Linked DNA regions of Capra hircus: region 1 is linked to region 2. The links are chromatin contacts, called in public Hi-C maps. All regions are on one chromosome and are shown on one strand. The core of a region is the stretch at or near the end of the contact, and the rest is flanking DNA. Distances in the headings are between cores, read along the strand shown. Region 1 holds the start of TBC1D2 (TBC1 domain family member 2A). Region 2 holds the start of TRMO (tRNA (adenine(37)-N6)-methyltransferase).

The links. Hi-C and Micro-C count contacts between places; a contact is called where the count stands out from the background.
Region 1: a contact with region 2 is called in a Hi-C map of blood, with 2.3 times the contacts expected there. The contact joins the promoter of TBC1D2 here to the promoter of TRMO in region 2. A contact is called at or near these places in 2 of 5 Hi-C or Micro-C datasets (both in blood).

What each region holds. Positions count from the first base shown.
Region 1 is chr8:63,014,261-63,017,835 of ARS1.2, reverse strand. It overlaps TBC1D2 (TBC1 domain family member 2A), which reads left to right and starts at 2,001. Exons shown (of 13, transcript XM_005683907.3): 1 at 2,001-2,475. The coding sequence starts at 2,101.
Region 2 is chr8:62,754,717-62,758,495 of ARS1.2, reverse strand. It overlaps TRMO (tRNA (adenine(37)-N6)-methyltransferase), which reads left to right and starts at 1,438. Exons shown (of 7, transcript XM_013966050.2): 1 at 1,438-1,591; 2 at 3,673-3,779. The coding sequence starts at 1,516.

The DNA of each region.
Region 1 (3,575 bases), core at 752-3,251, 260 kb before region 2:
CTTGAGAGTCCCTTGGACTGCAAGGAGATCCAACCAGTCCATCCTAAAGGAGATCAGTCCTGGGTGTTCATTGGAAGAACTGATGTTGAAGCTGAAACTCCAATACTTTGGCCACCTGATGTGAAAAGTTGATCCATCTGAAAAGACCCTGATGCTGGGAAAGATTGAAGGCAGGAGGAGAAAGGGACGACAGAGGATGAGATGGCTGGATGGCATCACCAACTCAATGGACATGAGTTTGGGTGAACTCCAGGAGTTGGTGATGGACAGGGAGGCCTGGCATATTGTGGTTCATGGGGTCACAAAGAGTCAGACACAACTGAGTGACTAAACTGAATTGAATCAGAAAAGAAGGGAAATCTGTTCCTAACCTGGCAGTGCTAGTCCTTGTAGGCAGTGGCACAAGACATGTAAGGGTCCCTGGAGGAATAACCTCTGGAGCAACCTCTACCAACGCTGGTAATGGGACCTAAGCCTGATACCCAACTGGAAGGAATTACTAACCATACCAGGAACCAACTCATAGAAAGGTACACCTGAACTAAATTTGGATTTTATTGCTTTCATTCCCCGCTTTGGCTGGAACAACAGTGTAATTAACATATTATTGATTTTGTAACTGAAAATTTGGTCCTCCTTCCCAATGCAGACTGAGGATAATGAGAAGGTTCTGAGGATAAAGGAAAACGAAATTTATTGATTTCACAGCAAATGAGGACAGTAGCAGACTAACTTCCTGAAAATTACCATCCTGCCTTCTGGGGAGAAACCAAGAGTATTTAAGGAAAGTCTTGAGACTGGGGTTAAAAGGAACAAGCAAAACTAGCAAGAAGGCCTGCCAGCATTAATCAGTAACAAAAAATGCAAACTTAGTTCCCAGCAATGCAAAGGGAAGACAGGAAAAACAGTTTTAGAAATCATCTATCAAAACAGTTTTAACCTTTCGGCCCTTTTACAGTTCGGAGGATGTTACTTCTTCATTAGTTTATTAAGAGACATTACCCCGTATACTAGTGACCTGGGAAATACTGTTATTATAAATTTTAATTTCTGCAGTGAGCCTCTATTTAAAAAAATTACTGTACTGGCAAAGACAATCTCAGTCTCTGAACATAATTTACCCGGAAAAATGAGAATTTTGTTAAGGACTGCAGAGAAAGAGGAGCTAAGAAAGGGCTAGGGCACCGTGATGGCTCGAAAGAGGTGGACAGAAATGGGCTCTACAGCCCAAATGGAGGGATACGCCTAAGGCAGGAGGGAAGGGGAAAAACTTAAGGTCAAGTGGTAGAATGAGACATGAAGTTGAGCGAGTTAGTCAGGGCCTCGGTACACATTTGTCTGTGTACACAATTTGCTGAGTCCAACCCTCGTCAGACACCGGGTTCTGTCAGGGCAGCAGCCAGACCCATGTAACGCAAGCAAACAGAAAAGGAGGCTGGGAGAGAGTGGGTAAAGGCCGCCGCGGTCAGGAGTGAGTCACGACTAAACAGCCGCGGGTAATCAGCCTACGAGCCCCACACGCCGTGAGCAGTGCCGGATGTGGCGACACTGAGCAGGGCGTCCCTTTCAGCCAATGGCCGCGCGGTCCGCCGTACGACGGTGACCGGAGGGGTACCTGGGGAGAAAAGGCGGGAGGCCCATGAGGAGCGAGAAAGGACCACCCCTCCACGTCATTACGCGAGTTACCAGAGCAGTGTATCGGAGGGCCCGCGTCTCTTTCAGTTTCCCTTCCGCGGGTTAACTAATTCAGAGACACCACGCCTTCAACCTGTGGACCGCCTCATGCCGGAAGCTGCCCCCAGTAAAGATGGCGGACAGGCAACGAGGAAAAGCCTGAAGTAGGCGGGAAAGGAGGAGCCGGCAGAAGGCGTGCCGGGGCGTGTCGTGAAGGGCGAGGCCCGAATGGGCGTGGCCATCCGTCCCTACTGGGCTTTCGATCTATGAGGCTCACAAGCTGCAGCCAACCGAGTCCCTCCGTCGTCTCCTGGAGGCGGGTCACCACTGGCCTCGCCCCCGTTGGATCACTCCCTCTTGGAAGGTTATCACCTGAGTTTTCAAGATTTGACTTGGGTTGGGCCACTAACCTCCAGTCCCTCTGCGATGGAGGACGCGCAGGAGAACACCGCGGAGTCTGGTTCCTCCGTCCAGTGGTCCGAAGAGCCTGCTGGCTTGGCCAAGGTCCCCGAGGTGTCGCTTTCTGAGGAGTCGGAGGGCTGCACCCGGCCCCTGGAGGCGGCCCCCCCAAAACTCTGTGGATATTTAAGTAAGTTTGGTGGCAAGGGGCCCATCCGGGGCTGGAAGTCCCGCTGGTTCTTCTTCGACGAGAGGAAATGTCACCTGTATTATTCGCGGACCGCGCAGGATGCGAATCCGTTGGACAGCATCGACCTCTCCAGTGCGGTCTTTGACTGCAAGGCGGACGCCGAGGAGGGGACTTTCGAAATCAAGACTCCCAACCGCATAATTACCTTGAAGGTAAATGGAGCACTTTTTCCCCTTTTTGGCCGGGATGGGATCCAGGGCACCGCCGAGCACAGGTGGGTGGTCACAATAAACTTATTATAATCACCGACCCCGATCACCTCAGTGAACCCTGGGTGCCCAGGGTTTTGTGCTTTTCAAAGCACATTCACACCCATTTCCTCATTAGGTTCCTGCAGTAAAGGCCAGGATGATGGACCTATATTACGGATCAAAAAACTGAGTCATAAAGGGGTAAAGGGACTGGTTTGAGTCACACCACTAAAAAGTAGTGTAGCCCACACTTGGAATCTCATAGCTTTCCTACCTCTCACTACCCTATCAAAACTTTTAGGATACAGTCCATTGGGTTCCAAAACAGTGAGACAAGGCTTAACCAGCTTAACAACAAAAAACTAGGCAGTTACCATAACTTTCTTACTTAGGGCTGAAGTACAGTCAAGATATGAGCTTTGCAATCCTCTTTCAAGGCCTGGATTCTGGATTACTTTTCTTGATGTTGTAGCCAAGGGGAGTGAATGCTGAGAAAACATTGGCAGAGATTGGGAGATAAATACTTAGGTTCCACTGATCAACCTACATTGGTCATTGAAGCATATCCAAACCTGTTTTCTCATCAGTAAGTTCTGTTTTATTATCATATTTAACTGGAAAAGCCTGAAGCATTGCAAAGACCATGTGCTTTGAAATCAGACAGGCTTGGATTCAAATTCTGCGTCAGCTACTTACTAACTGTGTGGCTCTGGGCAAGTTAACCTCTTAGTACCTAGATAGTTTGTGAGACTAAAACAAGGTATGTAAGCACCTGGCACATCACAGGCCCCTGCAAGTTACTGAATTAATCTCAGCCTAGACTACTGCTGGCATCTAGTGGGGGTGCAATACATATTTGTTGACTGAACACACAAACTGACAGAACCAAGGTCAGAAAGTTCTTGTCAAGTGAAAGTGCCTAGAACTTAACTAGAAAGAAAGATTGGTGTGGGCTAGGAGTTCTGGAATTCACACTCAGAGAGCAGTGTGCCAGTGGATTGCTTCCCTCCCACCCCCACTTCCAGCCTATGGAGAATCTATTGAGCCCCCTGGATATAGCT
Region 2 (3,779 bases), core at 189-2,688:
ACCTAGCAGACATGTAGGGTTATGAATTTCATCACTTTTAAAAGTTTTTGTTTTAAAACCCACAATCCTCTCTTTAAATCTTTGACTCCTTCTGATGGTTATTTTCTGATGGTGGTCTATTAGTTAATGACAAATGAACATGTTTAGGAACAGGTTTTCATGGTTGTTAAACTTTTAAATCTGTGGAGTTTTACGATCTTGAATAATTTGTTTTGCAAGCAATATGTCTCTCTCCCTCCCCTAGCCCAAGAAAAAGCAGGATAAAAAACTCAGAAGCAGAATTAAGCATACAGAGAAACTTTATAAATATACAGGTGGGAGACGAGGTTACAAGTAAGTAGGTAAGAGGCCTTGGTGGCTTAGACGGTTAAGAATCTGCCTGCAATGCAGAAGACCTGGGTTCAGTACCTGGGTGGGGAAGATGACCTAGAGAAGGGAATGGCTACCCACTCCAGCATTCTTGCCTGGAGAATTCCATGGGCAGAAGAGCCTGTCGGGCTACAGTCCATGAGGTCACAGAGTCGGACACAACTGAGCGACTAACACACACACACACACGTAAGAGGCCAGGCTAGCGCTGCAGGGGTAACTGGTATTGCAGGTGCTGAAAACTGATTCTTGTAGGCCCTCAACTTTTTAGAGCTTCCCCCAACCAACCACTACAATCCCAATGTATACGGCCGTTGACTCAGTTTCATTCTCACTTCAGTTCTCGTGAGGTACGGAGCGCAAGGAATAGTCCCCACTTCTTATCTCTACCTAGTCTGGTGTAGAGCTACACATCCATTAGATTTGAAACGAGGTTTATTTGGGTTTCTTTTCTGACTAAACATCCTTTTTATTATGGAAAAATTGGGAGCATACAGAAAAGTATAAACGACCATCTGTGTATTCCCACTACTCAAGAAGTATTAACGTTTTCTTAACATCCCGTCATCTCGCTATGTGATAACTGTATATACATATTCTTTTTATTTAAAAATTAGCATCATGCGTTGGATGAGTAGGTTGCTTATTATTTCGAGTATCTTTATGCATAAATCTTCATCGACTTGTTCTCAATGGAAAGGGCGATAAGTGAAGTGAAGTCGTTCAGTCGTGTCCGACTCTTTGCGACCCCGTGGACTGTAACCCGCCAGGCTCCTCTGTCCATTTCCAGGGGAATCTTCCCAACCCAGGGATCGAACCCGGGTCTCCTGCATTGCAGGCAGATGCTTTATCCTCTGAGCCACCAGGGAAGGCCAAAAGGGCGGTAACTTGGACCCTTAAACTGAAGCGGGTCCGTGCGAGACAGCACAAGACACAGAAGCGGAATAAGGCCTCCAACCTCTAACCGCCACCTAGTGGTAGCCTCTGACATCCCCCGCCCGCAGCCTCACTCCCCCAGCGCCCCCGCCCTGCGCGTGCTCAATCTTGGCGCCATCCGCCGGCACAGCTACTACGCAGGCGCCAGGTAGGGAAACCGGAAGCGGAAGGTTTGAACGTGTTGGGTGGGCTCCTGTGTGACCCGTAGCCATGCGCGACTTGAAAGAGTCCGGGCCTCGCGCCACAGCGACCCCGTGCGGGTGTGTGAAGCCGGCTCTGGAGACAGGTAACTTCTAAGAGGCTGGCGGTTCTGCGCGCGTTAAGACCTCCAGGAGCAGGTCTTAACCGTTTTCACTGCAGAGGGGGGACGGGACTTGCGAGACCTTGAATGGACAAGGGTCGTTTTTCGTATTTATTGCGAAGTTACGGATCATGTGCTCAGGCGACCACGTGATGTGTCTGAGGTGAGCGGGATGATGTCATCTCTCTGCTCTTTGGTGGCTAAGGTTGGCAAGGTCTTGGCGGAATAGCCACATGCACTAAGAACTACTGTGTACTGTGACCCCATGCACTCCCTTTATTGCTTAAAACTAGTTCGTTTCATGTACTGTGTTTTTTCAATTAAAAGCATCTTATATGCAACCCGTGTCCTTTTATTCTTTGCCTTGTATTTCACACTCCAATCAAACTGTTTTGTTCCCTTCTTATGCTAGAAAATTTGTCATTTAACTTTGTGCACCTTATTCTCTCTATTTGAAATACTCCATAGTCCTGACCAAGGTCACATACATAGTTATGGTAGCATAGAATTTGAATTATAGTAAGTCTTCTAAACATGAATTTTTCCTTTCACCCATGTTCTTTTCAGTTTATTATCTAAAAGGATATAACAATGCATATGTAATGATGAGGATATTTATATGTACTTATGAATGTCAGACATGACTGAGGGACTGAACTGAACTAAACTGATGAATGTTTTAAGAATCTTGTTTTATAGTTGCATAACATCTGGCGTGCTGTGGTCCATGGGGTTGCAAAGAGTCGGACATGACTGAGTGACTGAACTGAACTGAACATCTGGTAGAGGCTTCCCTGGTGGCTCAGTGGTAAACAATACACCTGCCAAGGCAGGAGACACAGATTGGATCCCTGGGTCAGGAAGATCCCCTGGAGTAGGAAATGGCAACCCACTCCAGTATTCTTGCCTGGAAAATTCCACGGACAGAGAAGCCTGGCCAACTATAGTCTGGGGCATCACAAAGTTGGACAGCTATAGTCTGGGGTGTCACAAAGTTGGACACGACTAAGCATACACGCATGTAGGAAACATCTGGTAGATTTTAAAACTATGAAGTCATTGCGTTAAAGAAAACACGTCTTCCTACATCTTTTCTTGACCTTTTTTTTTGTTGTTATTTTTGCCTGCTTGGAAAAGAAAAATAATCATGGTGGGTTTTAATACATTGTGTTAACACTATTTTGTAGGAAATTGTGACTTCTCTTTAAAAAATTTTTCTATTATATTTTATTTTAAAAATTTTTCATTGAAATATAGTAGATATATAATGTATTAGTTTCAGGTGTACAGCAAACTGATTCAGTTATATGTATGTGTGTATTCTTTTTATATATTCTCTTTATAATAACCATTATAGGTTATAAGATATTGAGTATAGTTTTCCAGGCTGTACAGTAGGTCATTTTTGGCTGTTTTATGTAAAATAGTGTGTATATGTTAAGCCCAAACTCCTAATTTATCCTCCTCTTCCCCTTTTGGTAACTGTAAATTTGTTTTCTGTGTCTGTGAGTCTATTTGTTTTGTAAATAAGTTCGTTATCATTTTTTTTAGATTCCACCTATAAGCAATATCATGTATTTGGCTTTCTCACTTAGTATGAAGTCTAGTTTACTTAGCATGATAATCTCTAGGTCTGTCTGTGCTGTGCTGTGCTGTGCTGAGTCGCTCAGTCATGTCCAGCTCTTTGCCACCCCATGGACTGTAGCTGGCCAGGCTCTCTGTCCATGGGGATCTCCAGACACGAATACTGGAGTGGGTTACCATGGGCTCCTCTGGGGGATCTTCCCAACCCATGGTTTGAACCCAGATCTTCCTCATTTCAGGTGGATTCTTTACCTTCTGAGTCACCAGGGAAGCCCAAGAATACTGGAATGGGTAGCCTATCCCTTCTCCAGAGAATCTTCCCAATACAGGAATCAAACCAGGGTCTCCTGCATTACAGGGGGATTCTTTACTCGCTGAGCTACCAGGGAAGCCCCTAGGTCTGTCTGTGTTACTGCAAATGGCATTATTTCATTCTACTTGACCTTTTAATTAATGATTTCTTACCTAATTTTCTTCTGTAGGGAATCTTTTAACTGAGCCAATTGGTTACTTGGAATCCTGTTTCTCAGCCAAGAATGGTACTCCAAGGCAGCCATCCATTTGTAGCCATTCACGGGCTTGTTTGAGG